Regions from separate parts of the Mus musculus genome. Here region 1 is linked to region 2. A link is a contact called in public Hi-C data. All regions are on one chromosome and are shown on one strand. The core of a region is the stretch at or near the end of the contact, and the rest is flanking DNA. Distances in the headings are between cores, read along the strand shown.

Region 1 (6,298 bases), core at 1,483-3,982, 260 kb before region 2:
CAATGAAGCCCTGGTGACCCTCATCATGGCGCTTGGCAATGCTCCTTGGTGGTAACACTTGCAGTTCTTCTTCTTCCAGGTTGATGTCATATATTTCACCTTCGAATTCAACAGACAGGGACCGAGTCTGCCGGGTGTGCACAAATCTGGGCTTATACTCTGGAATGAGAGGAAAAGTCATTACCACGGATGAACAGATGTGGGTGGGAAGGAGAATGGTATCACCGGTCATCGTGGAATGTTAGAGAGGAACACAAAGTGCAGGCTGAGTAGCCTTGGGGCATCTTTGTCCTGGGTAGCTCCTGAAATCACAGCAGCAAAAAGCATGCTCTTGTCCTGGTTGGGTCCTGTCAAGGGTGCTAACAGGCTAAAAGCTGCCACACTTAGTTTTCTACATGAATGGCTAAGGTAGTCAGTATAGAACTATATAGCCCCTGCTTGTTATTAGCTTCAGCTGTCCTTTGTATACTGCTTATCTATCTTGAATCCATAATCTTGAAATGAAAGTATTGCCATAATGGTCCTTACACTGAAAAAAAAAAAACTTATGAGCTATCAAACATGAATTGGTTCTATTATTCTTTCTGCATGAGGGAACTGAAGCACTGGGTTTTGCTGGGCTTTCCCTAGGTCCTAGAGCCTGAACACGCTGGGTCCTGGAGCCTGAACGCACTGCCTCACCACTGCCTTGAGCTGCTTTTTAAAAGAGACGACCCCTCTCAACACCGCACATTTACACAAGTACAGGGCAGCGCTCTAAAACGACTAAATTTGTGAATGTTTGCATCAGCCATGTAACATTTTGAACACTTGATATTAAGAGTAAGGCCGCTGCGCACCTGCAGTGCACTACTATGGGATGCTGCCTGATGTCCGCTGGGTCCTGGCTAAGGGTGTTATTGTACAAGCTCTGACCTCGGCTTTCATGCTTGGGCTTTGCCAAGCACACTTCTCTGGAATCTTGTCTTCAGCTTCCTAAGTCACGAAGAAGAGTCACAGAGACGAGGGAATCGCAACTGTCAGCCTTCCTACAGGGGAGCTTGGTCCCTATAGGACCCCTTACTTTCCAGGTGCAGTAGTGGCTGCCATGACAGACGACGACTTGCACCACTATCACCTCAGGAAAAGAGGAAACCTGCTCCTGTTGTAGGATGCAGTTTGAAAACTTTCTGGCAGGGGACAGTGTTCCTGCTGCTAAGTGGGATGCTTGTATCAGGGGGCCTTGTAACCTTATTAATTCTAGCTGTGATTTTTCTTATGAGGTTTAAGTGTGAAATTTCCTTCCAGGAGGAAAGACAATCCCGTAACTCTGTGTACTGGCTATAAACCACTTTAAGAACCAGTGAAGACCAGTCCACCTAGATAAGGAATTCATGGCCCTCTAGTCTATTCTGTTCAGCACAAAAATGTCGCTTTAAGGAACTCTGAGTCTCTTAAGTGTTTTGTGTCCAATTAAACAGAACTTATTTGTTTCCAGACATAGAATGTGCACAGATTTGAGCCACTTCTCTAATATGCCACGAGGTGGCAGTAGACTATCATTCTTCAGTAGATGTTCCTCCTGTTTTCTGTAGTCTGTATCAATCAGTTACCTGAGAGTTTTTACTAAAAAAAAAAAAAAGAAACAAAAAACCTGTAGGCAGTAAGGATATGCTGTACTGAGTTCAACTAATTTGATACTGCCACTCAACAAGATACAAGCGTCTGACAACATTTAAAGATACAGTCTAAAACATGAAAAATATGCGTTTAAAAACTGCTCATGTCTTTCCTCTAAGGTTAAACACACATGAACTGATTGATACCTAAAATTTAACTTTTAAATCAAGTTAAGGCAGGCATATTAGAGCATTACCATGAAGGTAAAGTCAGATGGCTCTAACCCTCCCCCACTGGTCCCGAGGGACACCCGCTGCGTGTGTGGATGCCCTGGTCCCTAGGAAGTTACTAAGTGGATTTTTATTCTATACTAAGTGAAAATGCTCGCAAAGTAAAATTTCTAGCTGATCTTTGCTATCTTACTTTAAACTGAGCAATGATTTTTGCTTTTATCCTGAAATCTAGGCACCGAGAACATCTCATTTGTGTGTGAATCACGGGGGAGGTTGTCTTGAAAAGGGATCCTCCTGCCGCTGTATGTGTGTGGGGTGTGGGGGGGGGCTGGGGGGGGTCACAAGGTTGAGCTTACTTGGTGTTCCCTTGTTCCTCAGGAACTGCCTTTGATTCTTTCTCTGGCTTCTGCTCGAGCGATAGCCAGAGTCCCTACAATGGCACTCTTTGTCTTTGTCATGCAATCCGCGAGAGTAGAGGTTGCGTGCATTCTGACGGACCGTGAGCAGGTCGCTGGGTCCCTTACACTTGTGGATTCGGAGCTTGCCGGATGTGTCCTCGATGCACTGCCAGTTCTGCAAGAGCCAGCGGGAAGCAGTTGGCGATGCTGAGCCAGTTGTTATTTACAAAGCACCCTAGCAGTAGCTAGGTGTCCGTCAGTCCGGTCCCCCATCATCACCTCCCCCCTCCCCCACCCCTGCCCCGTCCCTCACTGCTAATTCCATTAAGGAGCATAAATGAAAGGGGACTGGCTTTTAAGTGACCCTGCAGTAACTGCTCAGTTCTATTTCGTTTGTGGCAGGCACATACAGATGACAAATCATTGGGAATCAGAACTGCCTCGATGACACTGGCGCTGATAAATGAATCCTCCGCCCCCAGACTAAACAGTCTTGAATGAACCGTGTTAAAACCCTTAGTGTCCCAACACGGAGCCAGCTGTCAGCGCTGCTTCCACCAGGACCCCAAACTGCCCCATTTGTTCTGGAAAAACAAACTTGCCTGCTTTGTTCTCTGCCTCTTGGTTTCTAAAGTGAGCCTGGGCAGAGTGGCAGAGGAGCAAGACGGAGAGGAATTTAATTTGAGGCCATTACCGGCAAAGCCAACTCTGGGTATCCCAGACATTGGCAAACTCATCGTGTTTTCTTTTGATTTTCCTTCTTCTCCTACAAACTCTTCACGCCCGCAGCATGTGGTGGGTCCCAGGGAGACTGATTCGACCTTCCCAGAAAATGCGCTCTGCGGGGGTGGTAGTGGGGGTCGCATTGGGGTTCCTAGTTCCTGTTTTGTCCACAGCTGTGGGAATGCAGCAAGTTCACAGTTCTGGTTCCAACAATGTCTTTTCACCCCGGGAGGCCTCTCAGAAGCCCCTCTCCATTCGAAAGGCCCAATAACTTCTTTACATTTCAGTTTTTCTCTTACAAGCCCTAAAGGACTCACTGGTCAGTAGGAAGAATCCTGGCCTTCATTTGAAGCTATGTTAGCAAGACAACAGAGTGAGCCTGGATAAGGACTAGCACTGTTAAATGTATCCTTTTCTCCCTCCCATATACAAGTGTCGCCTGTGTGCTATTATTGTGTGTATTTCAATGCATAGGTTTCTAAGCTGACACCAGCACAATATACGTATGCTCTAAATATCCATGCGGGCTGAGCCACACATAATTTCAGATAAGTCCTGTCTTGGTGGTAAGGACTTTAATCCTAGCACTTGGGAAGTAGAGGTAGGCGGATCTCTGAGTTCAAGGCCAGACCAGTCTACAGAGTAAGTTTCAGAACAGCCAGGCCTACACAGAGAAAACCTGTCTCAAAAACCTAAAGAAGTCATGTGTGAATAGGATACCCACTCTAGTAGTGTCTATGAGTAGCTCATATCTCCCACTGGTAAGCCAATACCACCAGGAGGCGTCTCTGATGTAAAAAAGCTTGGCCAAGCAATGTGATGGTTCTGTCAGCAGATAAATCAAATGCATAGTAAATCATGGGCAAGCCTTCGCCGTGAGCAAGGGCTCTGCGGTTAACATCCATTTTCATCAAGAGAGCCGCATGCCTGTGCTATATGTATAATTATCAGAGCAGCATTGGGGCTTTCGACCCCACGCCCTGAGCATCTAGAACTCACGCTATGGTCCCACCTGAGCCTCCACACCTCTGCTGTTTCCAAATGATTATTTCAAGCCATGTTACATTCGTCTCTTTTCAGGCTTGGCCTGAAGTGCCTTGAACCTTCAAGGTCTTCACACAGAAGAGCAGGTTGCTGAAGAAAAGGCAGCTAACTACCAAGCCACGTCAGGAAAAGGCAACACAGACCACAGCAATGTGAGGACCAAGCTGCAGAAGATTAAGTAGAGGCTAGCGAGGAGGCTCAGTGACTAAGCACTTTCTGCTCTTCTAGCACATCCAGGGTCAGTTCCCAGCATCCATCTGGACCAGGCAGCTCACATCCACCAGGACCTCCAGTCTCAGGGAATCTAACACTCAGATAAACCAATAAATCTGGTAGCTGATGCCTGTATTCTCAGCACTCAAGAAGCTGAGACAAGTCTGGAGGCAGCTTGGACTGTAAGACTCTATCTCAAACAAACAAACAAACAAACAAACATATGAATAAATTTGTTTAGGCCCAACTCAGCCGTGTCACAAAGTTGGGAATGAGTCCCAACTTTGACTAGATACTGGCACTTGTGATTAGAATCCTACGTGATTTTAATGTCTTTCATGGACCTCTTTGCAGCTGGAATCTTTGCTGGGGAAATCGGCAGAAGGAAAATATTTCAGTCTCAATAGCTCAGGTGTTTGAGTCTTTGAAAAGGATACAGACATTTGGGGTTTGTGTACATGGAAAGATGTGTCTAAAAATGTGCAGATGTAGTTGGTTCAAAAATGATTATGGCAGGACGAAAACTGTGACCTGCACTTCTGCGCGTCAGGATGTGTGGTCCGCTTATACGGAGGCAGCTTGCCTAGCTCCCTCTCCAGGTAGTGGACAAATGAGTGAGTCTTCGCCTCAGAGTCTGCTCCAGAATTCCGAATGCAAAGCAAAGTTCAGCAATTTGTAGGCAGGGTTTGGTGGCACTCAGAGGGACGATCACTGAGCTTGAAAAAAGTGTGTTTAGGGACCCAAAAGAAGTTTGTCAAAGCTGAAAGATACTTTCACTATGAAATAACTGCACACTATACAGAATTCTTATTGTGGGTAAGTATTACCAAAAGAAATAACTTTTCATAGTTGGAAATTTTGGGGATAGTGATTCAGTGTCTGCTTCTGTCTTAAATCCAAATGGCTTAAGATGCAGCCATCCATCTGGATAGTCTCTCCACCCAGCGTATGCAGGCCTAGGGCCTGGAGGAGCAGAAGTAGGCAGTGACTCCACCCACAGCCAAGTGCCAGCCAGAGCAAAGCTTCAGCACCTGCCACCCACGAAAACGGGGCCAATTTACTCCTAAAAGGCAAGGGCTGTCTGTGATTCCAATTCACACCATCTCTGGCACAAACAGAATCACTTCTGAGATTTGGTTGGCCTCAGCTCCTGGCTTCAAATGATCCTCCTGTCTCAACCTCCTGCAACTGGGGCTGCCTATGCTACTGCACTTGGACAAATAGTAAGGACTGAACCCCAGTACTGTGGTACTAACTTTCTGCTTGCCTGCCTGCCTGCCTCCCTTCCTTCCTCTTTCCTTCCTTCCTTCCTTCCTTCCTTCCTTCCTTCCTTCCTTCCTTCCTTCCTTCCTTCCTTCCTCCTCCCTCCCTCCCTCTCTCTCTCTCTTTCTTTCTTTTTCTTTTTTCTTTTGGCTTAGAGAAGTGGATGGTACAAGCAGATTCTTGCAGAACACGATGATGTGTGTAGAGTTTCTAGTGACCGCCTACTTGGAATCCAGCCCATTTTGCCATCAGCTAAATTCCTCATGGATTTCCTGTGAAAAAGGAATAGGAATTCTTTCCTGAGGAGTGAGTTAAGAGTCTCAGTGTATGGTATTGTTTCTGGAGCAGACAATACATCACACAAAGCCAAACACACATATATATCTGCATGTATTTAATGTACACACACACACACACATATATATCTGCATGTATTTAATGTACACACACACACACACACACACACACACGCACTTCTATACAACACAGCTATATACATACATCTACACATACATAAGGCAATATCCATTGACCAAAATGTCAATTGTCTTCTCCACCATGGACCTTCTGAAGAAGTCACAGCCCCACTACATAGAGTAATTAGCTAGAGGTTTAAGGAAGCATCCCAGGGCAAGCATACCAGGAATTTTAATGAAACAGAATTACCACTTCAGTGTTTCTTATCATGACAATTTTTATGACTGCAATAAAACCTTGAAACAGCTGCCACTAGATTTGGGGCTTCACCCAGAGAATTTACAGGTGAAATACCAGAGAAAAGGAACTCTTAAGAGAGTTATTCTGAAATGAAGACTGCAAGCTGTG
Region 2 (6,474 bases), core at 1,156-3,655:
AAGTACTTCTCAGCAGGAGAAATGGGGCAGTGGAAATACACAGCAAAGGAGGAAGCACTTCTCAGTAGGAGTGATGGGGATAGGAAAAAGAGGAAGTACTTCTCAGCAGGAGGGATGGGGCAGCAGAAATTTCTCTTTGGGCGACTACACAGGAAAGCAGGAACTTGGTGGTATTAGGGTGTGGTCAGGACATCCGGCACTGACTTAGGGCTGGAACAATCTGTGGTTGTTCTCAGAGCGGTATGTCGGTGACCTGCTTTTGACCCCCCCTTTTCTTCTTGGGGGGAGAGGCCCAATTCAGAAATCAGGACAATTGTGTTGTCTTAATAACTCCCAACAATCTAGGAGCTGTAAAGTGTATAGAAGTATATGTCATTTTCTTGTTGTAAGTTTGTGGTAGACTCCAGAATAATTCTAATTAATTACTAGAGAATGAGGGTCAAATTCAGGGCCTTTGCAAGGTACCTCACTTCTAAGATATCTTCCTAATCTCACACTGTACTTTAAAATGTGATTATAGAATATCTTATACCACTTTAATAGGTGATGAGCTTATTGGGATATGAATTTTATATTCTTCCCAAGAACTGGCCAGTGTCATCTATAGAACCTATGCTCCATAAATCCTGCTGAGCTGCTTAATCCCAAAGTTTGAAAAGATACTTATTTTAAGGTTACTAATTAATCAATCATTGCATGCAGGCCTGTTTTACATGGTGTGTGCATGTGTTTGTGCATATATGTGGAGGCCACGTAACAGCTTTGTGGAGTCAGTTCTCTCCTTCTACCTTTGTGGGTTCTGGGAATCAAACTCAGGTTGCCAGGCTTGTTCCATGTTCCAGTTTGTCTTTCTGTTGCTGTGATAAAACTCTGGGAAAAACCAACCTGGGGAGAGAAGGTTCTATGTCATGACACCCCACACTTTACAGGCTGTCAAGGAGGGAAACCAAAGCGGGAGCACCAGGCAAGAGTTGTAAACAGAAACCAAGAAGAAATACTGGTTTGCTTCCCCTGGCTTGCTCAGCTATCTTTCATAGACAAGCCAGGTGCCTTGCTACCCAGGCTTGCCACCACCCACAATGGTCCCACTCACCTACATCAATTAATAGTAATGTATAAAATGCTCTACAGACACGCCCATACACCAGTCAGATGGGGGGAAGTCCTCAATTTATGGTTCCCTTCCCCTGGCATGACTAGGTTTGTCATGTTGACAAAATGTAGTCAGTACAGGCACGAAGAGCCATTACTGGTCGCAGGATCTCAACTGTCCAAGTGTGGTATTTTAGTATCTATACCTACTCCAGTGATGTCAGTATGCGTTCGTGTGAAATACTAGCCACGGTGTCTTTAGCAACTCACTTTGGAATAATCCTTTTTTCCCTCTGTGTTCTTAGCTCTCAGTCTGCATCTTAGAAGGAATGAGTTTTTCTTGGTGGTTACTGAAGTTCCACAGCTCAAGTGATGTGTCCGGGGGGGGGGGGGGGGTTATGCTAGGCCAGGCCTAGAAATATTTCTAAAGAGAAAAGCTTGTTGCTAAGGTGGAAAACTGTGGTAAGCTTGAGAATTCACAGGGTGAGTGCCGTGAGAGGAATTCATGGAATGCTAGGCAGGTAATCCCGGGAAAGACACTGGAGGCTGTTCACCTTGTTCCACTCCTAGACATGGAGCTGAGGTCATCAGGAACTTTCCTTTGGTAAATTTGAGCCCGAGAACCCATCCTGTAGATTTGTATACAGTGAACATGATGGTCTAGAGAAAGCTTTCCTGGGACTGGTAATCCTGGTCTTAACTGAAGATTCTTGGTGGGAAGTATAAGGTTCTGTGAAACAAACAGGGAGCTGATTTATAAGAAAACAAACCAATTAGACTGACTTTCAAAAGTCTCAGGTAACAGAACTTAATTTCTACTTCAAGGTTTCCTGGTCTACCTGACCTTGGAACCTCCTTCAACAGGTAGAAGCTTGGGTGACATGGTCCTGCAGGTGAGAAATGTCCTTGCTGTCAAACTGACAACCTGGATTGGATCCTGGACCTTCTGAAAATTGTCCTCTGAGCTGATACCAACAGCCCCCTATACACAAACAAATAAAAAAAATTTAAAAAGGGACAGAGTCAGGGGTACTTTATTAATTGCTGGATGCTTTAATACTGCCAGGCTGTGTGCGCAGCTCATAAAACTTACAATTTTAACATTACATAATCAGATCAAGTGGTGCCAGTCTCCAAGAAATTAAAAAGAAGAGGATTAGATCTAGCTTATTTTCAAAACAGTCTTAGTGAGCATCACAGACATGGATATTAATTTTTTTAAATGAAAAGTAGACTGTTTATTGCTCACAAAGGACTGCTTGTGCTGCCCAGATCTATGCTAATCTCCATTCCAAATTGCTTAGCAACTGTTACGTGGTTAGAAAGGTTCAAATTTCAGGAAAGAAAGAAAACTTTCTGAGCACAGCGCGGCAAGATTTGTTTTGGGGATATTAAGTCACTCAAAGGATGAAATAAAAAGTGATGAAACAACCCTCTACAGAGAGCTGATCTTTCCTTAAAGCGACATGGACTCTTGGCGATTTTGATCCTCATGACGAAGAGTGCACTCAGACCGTGTATACCCTGGAGGTTTCTCTCTTTTCTTTTGCTTGCTCACTGAATCCTATGAGTCTCTGCCATGGGGAGACAAAGGGAGCAGAGTTATGGAGCTAGGTTATGTGTCAATAAGGGTCATAATCTTGGAAAATTCAAATGTATATGCTTATAAGTAGGAGAATAATGATATTTTCATAGGATCAAAAATATTTTACACATTTGAAAACTTAACCATGTTTATCTGTCTACCTGCCTGCCTGCCTGTCTATATATCTGTCTAACTAGATTTACATATAAAAGCATCATATTCACTTTCTATGTAATAACTGTGTACAATTTATTTATTTGTTTTTCTTTTGCAGACAGGGTCTCATCTGTAATCCAGGCTGGATTGCTATTTGTCATGGATCTGAGACTGGCACTGAATTCATGGCAATTCTGCCTTAACACCTAGCTCCTATTTATTAATTTAAAAATTGTACAGAAATGAAAATATTATAATTTTACTGTAATGAAGTAAAACATCAGATATGCAATAATTAAAAAACCTAAATGCAGTGGAAAATTTCTAGGGAGAATAGCTTGCTAAATATTGAACTTAAAAAAAGCAAACCAGTAAACACATGACTTGTGAGTTAAAAATATCATAGAGGCTACAGAAATGGCTCAGGTAACAACAAGCTTTTTGCCCAAACATTAGATCTGAATTAAAGTACCAACACCTGTGTTAAAAGGCTGGCCATAGTGACACTTCCTATCAGGAGGAGGCAATGGGGAGATTCCTGGGGCCTAGAGGTTACTAATGTCATCAAATTTCCAAGCTTAGCTTCAGGGAGAGATTTTACCTTAAAAAGTAAGGTGGAGAGTGATTGACGAAGACATTTGAGGGGAAACTGAGATCTCCACACAGAAGTACAGATAGATACATACATACACAGTTGCATATAATCTCATGCTTATGCATGCACACATGTGCACACATACACTATATTATCTGTCGTATACGTGTATATATAACATATGTTACATTTTGTATATATGTATTATATGTGTTTATATGTTATATATATATGTTTGCATATATATATGTATAAGTGTATGTGTGCATATATGTATATATGTACATACATATATGTGCATATATGATGTGCATGTATATACATACATGTATATATGTATATGTGTATATATGATGTGTATGTATATACATATATGTATATATGTATATGTGTATATATGTGTGCATACATATATATGACATATATATTATTTATATAACAGTTCCTGTATATTATAGCATGCTCCAGGTAATAGTAAATACTATTTAGATAAAGTTCTTCTCATCTCATTTTATGAGCTAGAAAATGCTGGAGCAATTGCTCAGCAGTTCAGAGCATTGTTGATCTTTCAGGGGACTTAAGTTTGATTCCCAGCATCCATTGCGAGGCCCAGATGTATTTGTAACTTTCAGTTACAGGCAACTCAATGCCTTCTTCTGCCTTCTGCAGGCATTGTATGTACCTGGTGCATAGACATACATGAAGGCAAAGTACCCATACAAGTAAAATAATAAATAAGAAAAAAAACCACTTAGGAATATCACAGGAAATGAATATTGTGATGTAGATACATATATGTGTATTTTTCTTTGTGAGCATGCATGTGAGATATCTATATACCATAATGCATATAATCACAACAGGTTTGCTAGGAAAATGAAGATGCTTAACATTTAAAACTCCTATGTAATTCCATAAACACACAGTAAAACCACTAAACATTTGGTTATCTCAATAGATACAGAACATTCGTCTGATAAATGCTGCATTCTTTCACTATGAAAACCCTCAGAAACATGAGAAGAGCTCTGATTTTTCCTTTCTTTAAATTTCAGCTATTTCCCCATGTGTGTTTGTATATGTGTGTGTGTGTGAGTGTGTATGTGTATACAGATGCACAGTCCTGAGATAATTTGTAGAGTTTCATTCTTTTCTTTTACTTTGTGAGCGTTGGGGATTTAAATCAGGTCATCAGTTTTGGCAGCAAGCCCCATATCTGCTAAGCCTTCTCATAGCCCATCAGTGATTTTCTTTTACTTGATCAAAGTAATTGAGACAAACTCTATGGCAAGTCCTGCACAAGTGTGAAGAATTCCTTTTGACCCTAGGAATGGAATAGCAGTCATAACTATACTGGAGATAAAAGGTAGTTGTGGTAAGACCAGAGAAAAAGTCATCTGGATTTAAAAAAAAGAAACAACACTCAATATGTTATTAAAGTTACAAATTTGTAATAAAATCTAAAAACTCAAGAAAGTCTAAGAGAATTCAAGAGACTCATTAAGGCCAATTAGAGAATTTAATAGAGTCAAAATATTACTACACAAAAGTTTATTTTATTCACATGTTGTAACAAAAAAAGAAAGAAACTAATGTGAAAGGTTGTATCTTGTAGTAGTAACACATATTGTAATATATTTACCTGGGAATAAATATAATCAGAGATGTGGGGTGAAGGTTTCAGCCCCTGGAAAGAAGATGCTTAAATTGCACGGACATCCAATGTTTGGCTGCGATGTATGCAAAAACAGCAATATTCACAACAACCCACATTTTGTTGCTTTTTACTGTGATATCAAAGGTGGCTTCGTGGCCATGTGATCTGTAAACTCACACAGGGCTCACACCCACAAGGACCCAGTGCTTTCCTGCTCTGCTCTCACATTTCAAAGGCGTTAATAATCTTATTTTCAAACGCTGATTTGGTTTGAATGGATGAGGATGTGAGCAGTGGCAACATGTGTAGTGTAGGTACCCATCATTCCCTGCTGCACCATTGGCATAGTCCTTGTGATGTCCCATGAGCACTGCGAGGCATGGAGCTAGTGACACTCAGGGCGAGCAGGAGCTAAATGTGGTGTTGCACCTCTCAAGGCTGGAGCTGACAGCTCAGGGAAGCTACACATTCCACGTGGACCAGAACTTGCTTTGAATGCAGACAGAAGGCAATGCCAATCTAAGAAATACAAACAAGCAAGGAAGCTTGTCATGACCCATCTTTTATTTCATTGTCAGCAAAAGCTTTGTCTTGCAAGTGAAAAGATCTGAGTTTGATCACCCAGTGCTCATGTGAAAGCGCTGACTGTGGTAGTGACTCTGTAATTGCAGCACTGGAGAGGTGGAAACAGAATCACTGGGGTTTGATAGCCATATAATTCATCTAATTGAGGTGACACTGTCTCCAAGCAGGTGGATTGCCTTACAGAGAAATGCCTAAGATTTCCTCTGACCTCCACATGCATGCACACAAGAGCACATACACCTACTCCCACCCACAGGCCCACATGAAAAAGGAGAAAGGAAGCCCTAGGTTAACATATTGGACCATCTCTTTCCAGTCATTTGGCATTTGTCAGTGATTTGAAGGTAGAGGGTGTTGGCAGGATATATGCAGATCAAAGCTTTAAATGGTGTCAGTGTTGTGCAATGTTTCTATAATTTGGTAAGAATGAAATAGGCATGCAGGAGCTGTGCAGTAGATTCTGCATACTCATCAAATTCTCTTACACCATGTTTAGAACTGGCACTGGGGCAGGGCTGCCCTCCAGTATATGTTTGCCTTATAAAAATAAGAAGTGGGTCAGACATGATCCATGGTCTACAGTTAGCTCCTTCCTGATTTAAATATTATTTTACTTTGATTAAGAAATATCAGACTGAGGGGAGATGGTACCTTACAGTACTGAGGGAGAGTAAGCAGCAGCTATTCACTAAATGCCTACTAGAAGTTAGGCAAGTTTGTTGCCATGAAAAAATCTAATTTGTTGGGGCATCTGATAGAAGAATATGCCACATCAATGAAACCTTGGTTAAAGGTAAAAAAAGA

Evidence for each region. A called contact is a pair of places that touch in the nucleus more often than the background predicts.
Region 1: a Hi-C map of muscle stem cells shows a contact between it and region 2, with 4 times the contacts expected there. The contact joins two enhancer-like sites. A contact is called at or near these places in 11 of 484 Hi-C or Micro-C datasets (the MNK3 cell line, embryonic stem cells, muscle stem cells and 2 more), 3 of 115 datasets of contacts at active chromatin or transcription factors (embryonic stem cells and fibro-adipogenic progenitors) and 1 of 9 other capture datasets (embryonic stem cells).

Annotation. Positions count from the first base shown.
Region 1 is chr1:12,832,220-12,838,517 of GRCm38.p6, reverse strand. It overlaps Sulf1 (sulfatase 1), which reads right to left. Exons shown (of 22, transcript NM_001198565.1): 13 at 2,189-2,405; 14 at 1-159. Among named protein-coding and RNA genes, the nearest start is that of Sulf1, 140 kb to the right of the region's middle. Within about 2 kb of position 2,732, at least 79 of the 459 cell types and tissues checked have an H3K27ac peak or open chromatin away from gene starts, as enhancers often do. A contact at or near this core is called in muscle stem cells, where this site is marked.
Region 2 is chr1:12,568,107-12,574,580 of GRCm38.p6, reverse strand. No RefSeq gene overlaps it. Among named protein-coding and RNA genes, the nearest start is that of Gm17644, 96 kb to the left of the region's middle. Within about 2 kb of position 2,405, at least 23 of the 459 cell types and tissues checked have an H3K27ac peak or open chromatin away from gene starts, as enhancers often do. A contact at or near this core is called in muscle stem cells, where this site is marked.